Linked DNA regions of Sus scrofa: all the other regions are linked to region 3. Evidence: chromatin contacts called from public Hi-C data. All regions are on one chromosome and are shown on one strand. Each heading gives the region's core, a stretch centred on a gene start, on an enhancer-like site or on the middle of the called end of the contact. The rest is flanking DNA. Distances are from core to core; before and after follow the strand shown. Region 1 has its middle 37 kb from the start of KLHL31. Region 2 holds the start of LRRC1 (leucine-rich repeat-containing protein 1). Region 3 holds the start of GCLC (glutamate--cysteine ligase catalytic subunit).

Region 1 (4,708 bases), core at 80-2,579, 160 kb after region 3:
CTCCTACCTATTTTTAGTATCACATTTTTAAGTAACTACTTTCTAATTGATAAGATAGAACCAAAATACTGGACAGAAACAGCAGGTCACCTGGGAGGGAGAGACTGGTGTTCAAGCATTTTAAGATCCCTCTATGGTTTGGACTAGAGCTTTTAAAATTACATATGCAATTTTAAAGGTAAAAGAATAAAAATAGAGCACATAATGTCCACACAGTAGAGTGAAAAAAATAAACCAAAAGACACCAGGGAGAAAACAAGAAACACAGGAAAAGCATCACAAAGGGATCATAAAATAAGACACAAATAAATGCAAATTTACTGTTTATCATAAGAAATATATACTTTTTTCTAAAATCTGAAAAAGAATATACTTCTGATGGTGACAATGCCTCTATCCTCCTGAATGTGACCTTGGAGCAGACCCCACGGATGTGTGCACGTGCCCTGGGTAGCTTCCTCCCTATCTGTCGCCCAGCAGTCCCTCAAGGACCAACGGTCACCTCCGGCATCTGGCCTCAGGTAGCCGTCACCTATTGTCTGAGGTATTTATCTGGGTGCTGGATGGCAAGGGCTTCTGCACTAGAGCATCTCAGAATGCTTGTTTCTGAGGCTAAGGCCCTATTCAGCATGAAAAAGAAAAGGTCCCTCTGAAGAAAACAAGGAAGATGGGCATGGCACCTTCGTTTCCAAGGAGGAGGTTACCTCCAGGGGTGCAGAGTGACCATCAGAACACCCAGCGGAGGGGAAGGCTCCTCCCCAATCTGAGAGCGAATCTCAGATGAGAGACATGAAGGGACAGTAACTCGTTAACAAGTGGGAGCACTTAAATGGTGCATCTCCAGAAAGCCATGGAAAAGAGATTTTATTCTAGGTCCACTAAAGAAAAAAGAACTGAAATACGGGTGGTGCAACAAGGCTCTGAGCACCCAAAGTTTTTACGTGGATTTTAACACCGAGATGGAAATGTTTTGCTGATGTTTTTTCTTTTAGCTTTTAATAAGACATTACTTCTAACAAAAAGGAAAAGATCAGCTTATCCAATTTTATAGCAGGAACTAGAAGAACAAACAGCCTGTTCTATTTTAATGAAGTCACTTCCGTTCCCTTTCATTTCTGCTCTTCTTCTGGTAAAGTTCCAAGGGAATCTTCCCGGCTGGATACTTTCTGCTGCGCCTGTTTTCCTAGCCCAGGAAGTTCTGATAGGAGTGACCCCGCCGCCTGGGGCAGGTGCTGAAATAACCCAGCCCCCCTCCCCGCTCCCCCGTCAGCATCCAGCACCGAGCGCTCTGGCCGCTGTTCTGCCCCGCCCTCTAGTGGCAGAAAGGTGTCGGCGCAGCGGCTGCTCTGCCTGCCAGCCACGCCAGGCTGCCAGGGAGGAAGCCGTCAGCTCTTGCTGTTTCCCAACCTTTTCCTTCCAGTCCTTGCTAGAGTTCTTGTTTCTTGCTAGAAAAGGATCAGCTTTACGGACAGCAGCTGTCTTGGACCTTAGTTTGAATCAAAGTGCCTAAGAAATGTAGGACACCCAGATGCAAAGAACAGGCTGCTTTGCAGGAACCTTGATGAGATCCAGCCCCTTGCCGGGAACCTCCAATTCGGCAGGCATCGTGGAAGCCAGCTGCATGTTGTCAGGGAGAGGGGGCAGGGCCAGGGTTCCCGTCTTCACCACCACCTGTATCTTTCTCACACGTTCTTCTGATGGGGAGTGCATTAGTCAGCCCGGGTTCTCCAGAGACACAATATGATGTATATTTTATTTTATATATGTGTGTGTGTGTGTATGTGTGTGTGTGTGTATACACATATATAAAGTTGTCATAAAAATATGATTTAGAGATATTGGCCAAGATTTGCTTCAACTGAGAAGAAAAGAAAGCACCCAGCCTAAATGTGCAAAAAATGCAGAAGTTCTTAAAATGTAAAGTAAAGGAGTTCCGTTGTGGTTCAGTGGTAGTGAACCCAACTAGCATCCATGAGGACGTGGGTTCGATCCCTGGGCTTGTTCAGTGGGTTAAGGATCCAGCGTTGCCGTGAGCTGTGGTAGGTCGCAGACGTGGCTCAGATCTGGCATTGCTGTGGCTCTGGCGTAGGCTGCTGGCTACAGCTCCGATTAGACCCCTAGCCTGGGAACCTCCATATGCCATGTGTGTGGGCCCCAAAAGACAAAAAAAGTAAAGTTAGTCTTTGGATTTGTTTATATGTGTGTGTGTGTGTATATATGTATATATATACACACATGTATGTCCATGTATATACACACATGTCTCTGCCTTAGTATACCCCTTTTTTGTTTGTGATTTTCAACTATAATCAGTTAATAGAGTATATATTGAGTTGGCTCATGCAGTTATGGAAGCTGAGAAATCCCAGGATCTGCCTTTTGAACCCTGGGAAAGCTGGTGGTGTATCTGCAGTCAGCATCTGAAGGCCTGAGAGCCAGGAAGGTCTGTGGTATATCTCAGTCCAAGGGCAGGAGAAGTCCTGTATCTTCTGGACTCCTGACTCAAGCAGTCGGGCAGAAAGAATTCAACCTTCTGAGGCCTTTCTGCTCTACTCGCTTCCCAAGGGTTGGGTGGGGCCCATACTGGGGAGGACAGTCTGCCTTTTCAGCCCACCAACTCAAATGCTTCTCTCTCCTGAAACACCCTCACAGATACCTAGAAATAACGTTTGACCAGATTATCTGGGTTTTTCTCAGGGTCCGGTCAAGTTACTGAGTAAAACAAATCATCAGAGGGAAAAAATTATTTCAAAGACAAAGTAAGTAGGACCCTACCCAATACAATGCCCCATTTGGGCCCTAGAACCCTGGCCAGCCACCTTCCTCAGCAGGGAATGACCAGAGGAGCACGGCCACTCAGTAAGAGCAGCTAGCACTTCCTTCCAAGGTCGCAGCATCTTTGCTCCAGTTGCCTACTTACTGAGAGCACCAGCCCATCTCTACAACGGGCTGCAGCCCAGCTGGACCCCAGATCAGCGCGGAGAAGCCATGTGCTCCCAGGGCCCCCTCCTCTCCCTCCTGGGCAGGGAGAAGCAGCACTTTGTCGCTCAGGTGAATTGGCAGCCTATGCTTTTTTCCAGAAAACCGAAAATCCTGGCTTAATGAAGTGGCAGTATTTTTGTTTGCATGCACTACACACACACACCCCCACTCCCTGTAGAAACCTCTACAGAGTCAAACAAACTTTATTCTTGTACAGTTTTAATCAGTTCTCAGAATCTGGAGTCCATGCTCTAATTTTTTTAATAAATAATATAATGTATATGAAATGTGTATCTATAGCATGTCTGGAGACAGACAAGACTGAGAGACTGCACACTAAAATGTAGATGAAAGCGGTTTGTAGAAAATCATAACGTACTGGACATTGTTACAAAGCAACCTGGGTGATCACTCAGAACATGAGCAGATGAAAAAGATTGTATTGCCTAAGGAGGAGGTTGCAAAGCCCTCTTTGTGGAAAAGGTTACAGAATGCCGTTCTTTATAAGAACTTACACAAGACTGAACATTTTTGCTGTCCACCCTTGTTTTATGTGTACATACATGTTTGACTGCAAGTTTGGTGCCATACGCCCCCTTGGCCACACACTGCCATTCTCTGTCCTCTGTTTCATAAGCACACTGAAAAATCTCAGCTCCGTTCTTTGGTCTTCCAGCTGGTCCGCCACCTGCTGACTTGACGTGGCATTTATAGCCATTGACAATGACTGGGGCTCTGACCCCAGCATCTCTTGTCCCTTGGTCCAGCCCAGCCAGGCAGGCGGAATGCAGAGAGCAGTATTACTGTAAGAAAAGACAAGGACATTACCAAGAGTTGGGTCAGGCAGGGGGTGGGGTGGTGTTGATTTTCGTCTCTTTGTGGTTTTGTTTGGGATTGGTAGGTTTTGTGGTAGTGTGGTTTTGCTCTTGTTATTTTACTTAAATTCTGGAAAATACTGAAGAGATGGAATGAGCTGTAAAGTTCATGGGCGCCCACTTGACCATGTTTGCAAGACATAATTGAACACAGATGACACGGCTGTCGGTGTCATCACTTGTAAAAATCTCTTACTGATGGAGACTTGGAAGGATTGTGCATGCAGAAGTTGTTACAAAAGTACTTTATGTACCTCTTGTGTAGATGCCTGTCCAGTTGGTCCACTTGTACAGCAATTCATGTGTTGTGGGAGTGGGAAAGAGTGTGTACAGTCGGCTGTACCTTTTTCTTTTCAGTTCTTAGCATCAGTAAATGAGTAAGATATGGGAGATTTTAAGGAAAAGCTGCTGTTCATGATTTTTGTGTATAGTGTGCTGACTAGTATTTTACTGTTGTCTGTTTGAAAAAAGAAAAACTGTAATTTATATCCCCTTTCAACTTGATTGTATTTAATTAGTACAGACTCTGTACCTGTGTTTTAGAATCCAGACTGTCTAATTCCCATTTAAAAAAAAACAAACGAAGACAAAATAACGTGATAAAATTAAGCAATGTGTTACTAATAATGAGAGGAGGTGAGTGGTAGCAAAAGGAAGGCTTGTCAGTCTCCCAGATGCTTCAAGAATTCTATGTTGCTAAGTGCTCGCCCAGCCCAATCTGGCTTTCATCCCCCTCCCCCGGGCTCACACTGCATTGAGGACGCTGTAGTCTTCTGATTAACTCACTCCTCTGCTTCCTCGGCAGACATGCAGCAGGAAGTGACCAAGAGACGCTTGCATGGGGCCAGCAG
Region 2 (4,627 bases), core at 1,405-3,904, 220 kb after region 3:
GTGTGCCCGACACTCTGCTAAGTATTTTACTTTCATCATTTTATTTAATCCTGGTAACAACCCATGGACCATTGCCCTTATTTGCGATGATAAAATGGAGGCTTATAAAACTTAGGCAACCTCTCTAATTCTACAGAGCTATTGGGTGGCAGAGCCAGAGTTGAAAGTCAGACTTCTTTAGCCCCAAAGGATGTGAAAAATGGTTCACAGTGAAAATGAATTGCAATCCCCTCCCCCTTCCCAAAGTGATTTCTATGGTTGTTTAAATTTTGTTTAAATTGAGTGAAAATCATTTACATGTGGAGAAAGAAACTAGAAATATTAATAAAGGAACCATAAACGCTTCAGGAGGATAAAGAATTGGTTCTGTTGTCTCCATGTGACAAGGTGTTTTCTTTCTTGCTTGCTTACCAGACTAATGTTTCAAACTCTTGGCAGATCTTTGGCAATGAGGAAAGTCAAGAATTCTACCACTGAATTCTGGAAGAGCCAAGACAAGTCTGATGATCATTCCGTGTGCATATGGGGTCGTTGCAGCCACCTACAGAGCAAGTGAGACAGTACCTGTTGTCTAAGAGGTCGCAATCTTTTGGAGATTAATGTGATACAAAAATAATCTAACACAGGGATGTCTAAGTGCCATGGAGAGGCACACAGGGAATGCTTATTGAGGTCTGAATATTTAAAAAGACCAACCGCATCTTTAAAACAAACTTGTATTTATTAAAATAATCTAGTGTGATCATCTCTGGAAGTCGAGAGAAGATTAAGATGAGGGGGGCAGGCCTTCTTTACTTTTATGATTCTTCTTAAGCAGTTGGAAAATTTACAAGGACAGTGACTTGCTTACCATTCCAGATGCAGGCTCTCAATCAGGAACCACATGAAAGGTGGCACAAAATAGGTTTCTGGAATGCAAGAATGAAGGAAGAGTGACTAAGGTTCAAAGTCCAAGTAACCTCCTGTGAGAATGTAGGAACCAAGCCAGGACAAATAAAAGACAGGGTGGAGTGGGTAGAGCAGTGGAGTTTAGGGATTGACTTGAATTAGGGTTAAGGTGATAATTCCCTGGGGGAAAAAACAGACAAGGCAGTGGTACTTGGTCCCATCCTTATTGACTGGGAAGTGAAAAGCTCTCCTAGTAGAGTTGAAATGATGAAGTGTTCCTCTCCCCACTCACCCCAGGAAAACTGTCTGGTGCAGAGCTGGAACTGAGGCCACACACGCCCCTGCAAAACTAGTTTCAGACCAAAATTTGCCTTGGCCACTGAGCACACTCAGCTTTCAGTCTCCTGCAGAAATATGGATTCCAATGGCTCCAGATTTTAGCTTTGGGATTGTGGGGGAGGTTGTGGAGGTGGGGGAGCCTGGGTGGTGTCTTGGCAGAGGACACAGGCAGAGTTCACTTGAAGGTGAGGGTGTGAGGACTAGTGGGCAGCCAGGTGGGGAGTCAGAGTACACCTGGATGAAACAGTCCATCAATGTGATTGGTTTTGACCTGGTCAGCGACTCTTTGTGAAGGAGCCAGTTTGGTTATTTGGAGATGTAGGGAGAAGAGGGCCAGTTCAGGATTCTGGCCCTAGTCTTTTGATTTGAATCAGGGGCAAGGGAATGGTCACTACCACCCACTAGTGAGCCTCCTGGGTCCTTCCCAGCTACTACTTCTTGGGCTGCAGTCTGCCCTTTGCAAGAGACAGTGCTGGTGCAGAAACGCAGTAGCCTGATGGAGGATGCTCTTCTGGCATCCCCTGAGTGACCTGCCCCACCTCCCCCGCTCCTCACACGTCCAGGCCAGTCACCAGGGGCCAACATCTGGCCGGGCTGGAACAGGCTCAGACACTCATCTTTTCCTGCTCGTTTTTTTGCCTGTGGGCTTCCGACGGGGTGCATGCACATCTGTGAAAATCTCGCAGACTCTCTGACTCCTATGCCTTTGATGGTTTGGGCAGAGGGGTCTCCTATTACTGTGCACATAGACAAGGATTACTGAGGATGCTGCACAGCCTGCAGGCGGTGCCCGAGGACGGGAGGGCAGGGCAAGGGCCCAGGCGCTGTGCGGGGCTGGGGGCGGCCAGCTCACTTCTGGGGCTGCGGGGAGCAGCGCGCACACAAGTGGCCGAGAAAGCCGAAGCCGGGGCGGCGAAGACACCTCAAAACCACACAGAATCTTGCAGCTCCGGCGCGCAAGGTACGCTTCGGGGCGGTCCCGCCTGACCCCGGAAGAGAAAGTGTTTTGGGGAAGGGGAGCGAGGAGAGCGAGTTAAGTAAAACTAAAAATTAAAGTTGTTCTGCTCCCCCAGGCCGCCTCGCCCCTGCCGCCTCTTCGCTGCAGGCTCCTCCAGAGTAGCTCCCTGCGAGGCCCCGAGAGTCCCCAGGTCCCCAGCCTTAGTGGGGGGATCGCGAGCCTCTGGTCGTGGCTTTCCCGACCCTCCAGATCCAGGTCGCTTCGAAAACCCGGAGCAGAGGATCCCTCGAGCCGGAGCCGCCCTGGGCGCGCGCCCATTGGCGCGCATGCTCAGTCGCGCGGCGGCGGCGAGTAGGAAGCTCCGCGCGGTGGTGGTGGCGGCGGCGGCGGCGGCAGCAGCAGAGCTGCGGGAAGGTGGGAGGGGCGCACCGGCGGGCGGGGGCGCGGAGCCGCAGGGGGGGCTCTCGCCCAAGGTGCCTGGGAGCGTTTGGAGCTCGGAGTCCGGCGCGAGGCGCGAGTGAGCACGGGGGCCAACGAGCGCGGGGTGGGTGGCCGGCGGAGCGCAGCCGCCGGGCGGGCGGAGCGGGCGGGGAGCCCGGGTCTCCGCGGCTCGGGACCCGGCGGCGGGCGGCGATGTTCCACTGCATCCCCCTGTGGCGGTGCAACCGTCATGTGGAGACTATCGACAAGCGTCACTGCTCGCTGGTCTACGTCCCCGAGGAGATCTACCGCTACGCCCGCAGCCTGGAGGAGCTGCTGCTGGACGCCAACCAGCTCCGCGAGCTGCCGGAGGTGAGTGTCCGGTCTCACCTGCGCGCCGCCCTCGGGGGAGCACTGCTGAGCCCCTCCAGCCTCAGTCCTCTTTTCCCCTCCCCTCTGGTCCCTTCCTCTCCCTTACCTCTCGTCCACTCTTTTACCTCTGGACCCTGCCGACAGGTCCCACAGGAACCACCTCTGCCTGTATTCACCTGCTTCTTCCTCCTGTACTCCTCCCCCCTACCCCCCGAAAAGTTCCTTTTCTTTCTGTACAAAGCGACTTGCTGTTTTCCGAGTAGTCGCTAGAGCTTGTATGGTTGAGGAAACGTTCTGTGCCAAGTAGTTTAGATAAACATCTAGGTACCAACGCCCCGCACCTGTGATCGGACAGGTGAGGAGCCAGGTGGCTCGGGTCGTTCTCGGCTGGAAGGACCAGGCGCGGCATCCCTCTCCCGGGGCGGTCCCCTCTCCCTGCATTCCCCGATCGCTGTCCGGGGCGCGTCTCCCCCTTCGGCCTGGGCAGGGCGGGGAGGAGGTGGGCAGCGCGCGAGCGAGCGGCGCTATCTCGGCATCTTGCGAAGAATGTGCCCCGTCCCTTATCGCAGGTGGGCCGTGCGGGGAAGAGCTGAAACTGACCCGCCTGCCTGGGTTCCGGGACCGGCCGCGAAGTGGGGGTGGGGGCTGCGGCCGCCGAGCTGTGGGCAGGTGCCCAGGTTCTTCCCCGGCCCCGCTGGCGTGGACCTGTTGCGTGGAAGGAGCTGCGGGGAACGCCAGCAGAGCCTCTGTTGGGCGGGCCAGCCTTGCAGCCGCGATTCCCGGAGCAGACAGGTTCACCCTGCTGACTTCTGCCCTTGCAGTGATGCGTTACCTCTTCCGAGTTGTTTACATCAATTAATCACTCTGCTGAGGCCAGACTTGCCAAGCGACACTTGCTGATTGTGCTTTAGTGGAGGGTCCGGGACTGCGAACTTTTAACCTTCAAGCTTGCCCAGGGAACTTGACTTGAGTAAGCCTTTGGGAGGAAGGTATCCCAAATTCAGGGCTGTGCAGGAAGTCGGTGCAGTAATCCGAAGGTGTGCAGGAAGTAGGGAGCTGCTGGCAGTCGGGGGAGGACCTGAAGGCCAGAGCGTCGGAACTCAGCTATCTTGCTGGACCCTTTGTTAACACAAAGCCAAGACGTGGTTATAGAAACACTCACAAGACAAATGTTCTGGCTTGTTAGAAGGACCGGATTTGTCCTCCACGCCGACATACTGTTTTAAACAGCAGAACTATTTTTCTCAACATTTCAAGTGTTGTTATTCTTCTTGGATTAACTTTCCTTGGTTCAGTGTGGAATTGATTGGAGGGTTTGCTCCTTGCAGTCGTGGGGATTATCCTCACTAGGATCTTTGCAAAACCCCCCAGGCTTTATTTAGTTTAGAAGCAGAAAAGCCATCCAGTTCCCTCCGGCATTTATTATTTTGCAGGCATTTTCAAACACATAGTTTTATCTGGCCTTCAGCTCCCTTAAATTTGACTTAGAAGTCATGAGCTCGCTTACTGCCCTACGTTTTAAGGAGTTTTAGGCATTGCTGTTGCCAGGAACACAGAATATGTAATTTAAGACTTTTCAAGGGCTTCAGAATGAAGTTATTAAAGATTGAGTGAAAAGCTGTTCAACTAGAAATGCTTCAGTGCTCTTTG
Region 3 (4,379 bases), core at 1,762-4,261:
TTAACTGCAACCATAGTAAGAAATAATTTAAATGCACCCAATATACCGCCTCCTCCCACTCTCAACTCAAGTTGACATAATATTCTTACATATATGATAAATCGACATTCTTAATCCTACCCCACTTCATCTTTTAAAGTCTTGGAGAGAAAAAAGTCTAAAGGGAGAGAAAAGATCATAAAATACACCCAATACCCAAGTGAATATATACAGTCAACCCTCTGTATCCACAAGGGACCTGGGCCAGAGACACTAAAATCTACAAATACTCAAATCCCATAGCTGGCCTTCCCTTCAGTATCCATGGATTCAACCAACCATGGATCGGGTAGTACTGTATTTACTATTGAAAAAAATCCGAGTGTAAGTAAACCTGAGTTTTTCAAGTGTCAGCTGCATTAAATAAGATGTCAGATGCTGTAAAGAAACAAGGACTTCAGATTTCTAACATCTTCTAAATTTATTTCTCAACCCACTAACGGATCGTGACCTCCAGTTTGAAAAATAATGCTCTATAACATAAGAATGAGTCCCTGTACATGACAGTAGAGGAACAGAAGCATCAGCAAATACTCAGGTATAAGACAAACCCCTCCCCAAAGTCATACATACCTTCTCTCTGCCCAGAGATGCAGAGGTACCACAAGGGAGAGTTAAGCCTCTGCAAGCCGCTGGTCAAGGAGAGGAGAGAGAACCAACCTGGGGGAGACCAAGGTTTCACTGAAGTGCTATTACAGGAGTAGAAAGAGTGGGGGATTGTTTTTCTTAACCACCTGGGCAGTCCTCACAATCTCAATTCTTCCCTTTGTGTCAGGCTGCCTATTTCCCAGTGGACTGTCAATACATGCAAACAGGAATTTTATTCTTTTTGAAAATCCTGCACTCTACCCAGACATGACTGAAGCAGAATTTAACAGGAGTTCCCATTGTAGCTCCTAGGAAACAAACCCAAAAGTATTAATGAGGATGAGGGTTTGATCCCTGGCCTCGCTCAGTGGGTTAAGGATGCAGTGTTGCCTTGAGCTATGTATGGTGGAGGTCAAAGACGCTGCTCAGATGTGGCATTGCTGTGGTGTAGACCGGCAGCTCTGATTCGACCCCTAGCCTGGGAACTTCCATATGCCACACCTGCGGCCCTAAAAAATAAAATATACCAACAAATGAGCAGCATGTTTAAATCTAAAATAATCTAGATAGTACAGAGGATAGATAATAAAATACACCTGATACACAAATGAATATATATGATGGCAGATGCTGTAAAAAAAATTAATTAGCTTTAGACTAAAAGCAAAGAATTATCACCAAACACATACCCTAGCCCTTTTCTGTCCAATAAAGTACAGAAAATCACTTGGTGCATAAACATGAATTACCAGCCTTACTTTTCTAGCTTAAAACAGCACAATTCCTTCAACTTAAGAGGCAGAATCATTTTCCACTCACAGAAAAACTAACTTTTTGCAGGGAGAGATTCCGGACGGACACAGCAGCACCATGACACTTAGGTCAATAGTGATTACACTGACCAGAAGATAAATTATTTACACCTGAGCAAGCTCTGGGCAGCAAAAGGTAAAAACATGAAAAATACAGATGGACTTTTCGAGAAGTCATTTGATTATGTGAACTATAATACACGTGACTTTTAAAGACAGGAGGGGAAGGCATAAACGTCTTTTCGCGAGAAAAGACTAAATCTAACAGGAGGCAATGCTTTCCAGATCATTCCAATGACAATGGTTCAACACAGTGAGAATCTACGGACGTTACACTGAAACAGCACACATGTGGAAGCACGGATTCAGAAAGTTTCTATGCTAAATCTAGGCCATGAAAAGGCGCTAACAAAGCCGAATTTTGAAGCTCTAGCAGTCTGCATTTAGAATTAAAAAGGACCAGGAAGATTCCTCTCCTTTAGGAAAGCTGAGCCATAATTTGTTTCAACTTTTACCTATAAAGTGGTGGTGGTGCAAGGTGGCTGATAAGCTGGAGGTTTAACAGGTACCTGGAGGAGGTGGGGCGCAAGTGAATCCTGAAACCTGATTCTCAACAGCAACCGGCCTTCTTCATGTTAACGGCATTTTGAGACAGAACGGTGGGTCGCTAGGCGGTCGCCTAACACCCCAGCCTGAAAACTCCTCCAGGCACCCAGTATCACACTTTTCCACGCTTATACCCTCCCAGCGCCTATCCGCATTTGCTGAATGGAGAGGAACCCCGAATGAATGAATGGAAAAGAGAAGTCTGGCCAGAGACTCGGAGCAGGGGCCTGGACAGCCCTGGGCGGTGCTGGACCCTCGCGGGAGCGGCGGGGACCCTCGGGGCAGCGCAGGGCGCGAGCTGCCCGGGGCCGGGGCCGCGTCTCGCGGAACAAAGGGGCGCGGGGTGGCGGGGGTGCTCACCTCGTCGCCCCACTTGAGCACGTCCTTGTGCCGGTCCTTGACGGCGTGGTAGATGTGCAGGAACTGGAGGATCCCGTGCCGTCGCACGTGGTCGGCGTGGCGCTGGGTCTCCTCCCAGCTCAGGGGCGAGCCCTGGGACAGCAGCCCCATGGCCGCCCCCTATCCTGGTCCCCCGGGCTAGTGGCGGCCGCTCCGGGCTCCGGGCGCGCAGCCCGGGCCGGACACTCAGCTGCCCGCAGAAGGCGAGGGCGGCTTGGCCCCGCGGGGGCGCCCTCGGGCCGCAGTCGGCAGAATGAGGGTCCGGTCCGCTCCTGGGCACGGGGTCCTCGCCGCTCGGGCGACCGACCCAGACGTCCGGCGCACCGCGCGGACAGAAGCGGACGGGAGGGGAGGCTGGGTGGCCCTCTGCCCGACGGCCTGGACCCTCGCCCGCTCGAGTCCCGCCCCGCTCCTGCTCCGAGGCGGCGGCGGCGGCCCCCACAGCCGCGGTGCGCCGGCAGCTCCCGCTTCTCTTTGCCGGTGTCGTGCTCTAGCTTCTTCCTACTTATGACCAAAACCTGCGCCGCCGCGGAGCATGCCCAGTCCGCCTACCCACTAGCTCGCCGCTCCCGTGAGCGATCCGCAGCTCCGGATTTTATAGACTGCGGGCGGGGGCGGGGAAAGGAGGCGGTGCAAGAGAGGAGGCGTGGCCGATCGCCCCCAGGGGCCTAGGGAGGAGGCGGGGGAGGAGTGCATAGGCGTGGTTAGGGCGGAGTCCAAGGGGAGGGGCTCGGCGGCGAGGAGCCGGGTCAGCCTCGTTTTAAGCAAACGCGCTGTGTGAAAATCCGTTTTCTCTAATCCAAAAAGATAAACTCTGGGTTCGTGAAGAAATTTGATTATTCGAATTAATGAAGAATCCACTAGATATTTTTGTAGGTGAGGAGGGTCTCATAAAAGCGGGGCGAGAGCAGCAGGGTGTGGCAAGAAAATTTGTCTACACGTTTTCAGACATGTATGTATTAAAGTACTTGTGCAGTCTCACTATTTGGTAGCAGATGATACAGACACTATTAATTGCAACAAAAGGGGAGTTGTCAACATCTCCGGAAGGATCGTTAGATGAATCATCTCCAAAGTGTATTCCCCATCCAAACCTAAGATTTATCCATTAAGTGATTAAAATGGTGTTCATGTGAGCTTACCACAGGGGTTAGAAGATACTAGAAAGAACTGGGGTTGGCCCTAGGCTGGCGGGAAAGGGAAGGAACCAGGTATATCTCCCCCAGGTAATTTTAATTGTTCAAAAAAATGTGTGACAGAGCCATGAAATGACAGCTGGGGGGAAATTGACAGCAACTGGATCATACAGGTACTGAGGCCTGAAAGCATGTATTTATTGTGCCCACTTCCCTCATGCCACGAAGTTAACATTTAGCAAGTACTTCTTGACTGCTCTGTGGATATATGATCGAAGTTTATTCTCCCACATCCTTATTGGATGTGCCCATCTAGGAGCTTGGGGATATGGATATGCAGGATCTGTCTGTAATGGTCACAGGTGTGTGTTTGTCTGTGTGTGTGTGTGTGTGTGTGTGTGTGTGTGTGTCTGGAGTGTGGGGTGGCTGTGTATGTATGTTTGGAGTGTTGGGGGGTGTCTGGAGTGTGTGTGGGGGTGTGTCTGGAGTGTGGGTGGGGATGTAATGGTGTTTGAGGCTCAGGAGATGTTTCAATCCCCCTTTTCAACAGCCAGGATGAAAACTAAACCTCATTCTAACTTGTCCACAGCGGGATCTTCCTTGTATTCTGCCCACCACCTCACTAGACCTGTGTGGTCCTGGATTTCTCCCGTTTTTTCTGCTTGGAATTCTCCCTGTGACACGTTCTTTTCATTCTTTGAGTCCCAGTTACTCCTCTCTGTACTTTGGTTATATCTGTACATGTCTCTATTTCTACATTATGATAGAATCATTAAAAAAAAAATCTCTATACTATATA

What was found. A called contact is a pair of places that touch in the nucleus more often than the background predicts.
Region 1: a contact with region 3 is called in a Hi-C map of skeletal muscle, with 4 times the contacts expected there. The contact joins the enhancer-like site here to the promoter of GCLC in region 3. A contact is called at or near these places in 2 of 5 promoter capture datasets (fetal skeletal muscle and skeletal muscle), 9 of 47 Hi-C or Micro-C datasets (embryonic fibroblasts, fetal heart ventricle, heart right ventricle and 3 more) and 2 of 2 datasets of contacts at active chromatin or transcription factors (alveolar macrophages and skeletal muscle).
Region 2: a Hi-C map of skeletal muscle shows a contact between it and region 3, with 6 times the contacts expected there. The contact joins the promoter of LRRC1 here to the promoter of GCLC in region 3. A contact is called at or near these places in 8 of 47 Hi-C or Micro-C datasets (embryonic fibroblasts, fetal skeletal muscle, heart right ventricle and 4 more) and 1 of 2 datasets of contacts at active chromatin or transcription factors (skeletal muscle).

The regions. Positions count from the first base shown.
Region 1 is chr7:27,048,987-27,053,694 of Sscrofa11.1, reverse strand. No RefSeq gene overlaps it. Among named protein-coding and RNA genes, the nearest start is that of KLHL31, 37 kb to the left of the region's middle. Within about 2 kb of position 1,329, at least 21 of the 83 cell types and tissues checked have an H3K27ac peak or open chromatin away from gene starts, as enhancers often do. A contact at or near this core is called in liver and skeletal muscle, where this site is marked.
Region 2 is chr7:26,987,691-26,992,317 of Sscrofa11.1, reverse strand. It overlaps LRRC1 (leucine-rich repeat-containing protein 1), which reads left to right and starts at 2,654. Exons shown (of 14, transcript XM_001927688.6): 1 at 2,654-2,977. The coding sequence starts at 2,819.
Region 3 is chr7:27,208,200-27,212,578 of Sscrofa11.1, reverse strand. GCLC (glutamate--cysteine ligase catalytic subunit) reads right to left here and starts at 3,011. Exons shown (of 16, transcript XM_003482164.4): 1 at 2,406-3,011. The coding sequence starts at 2,555.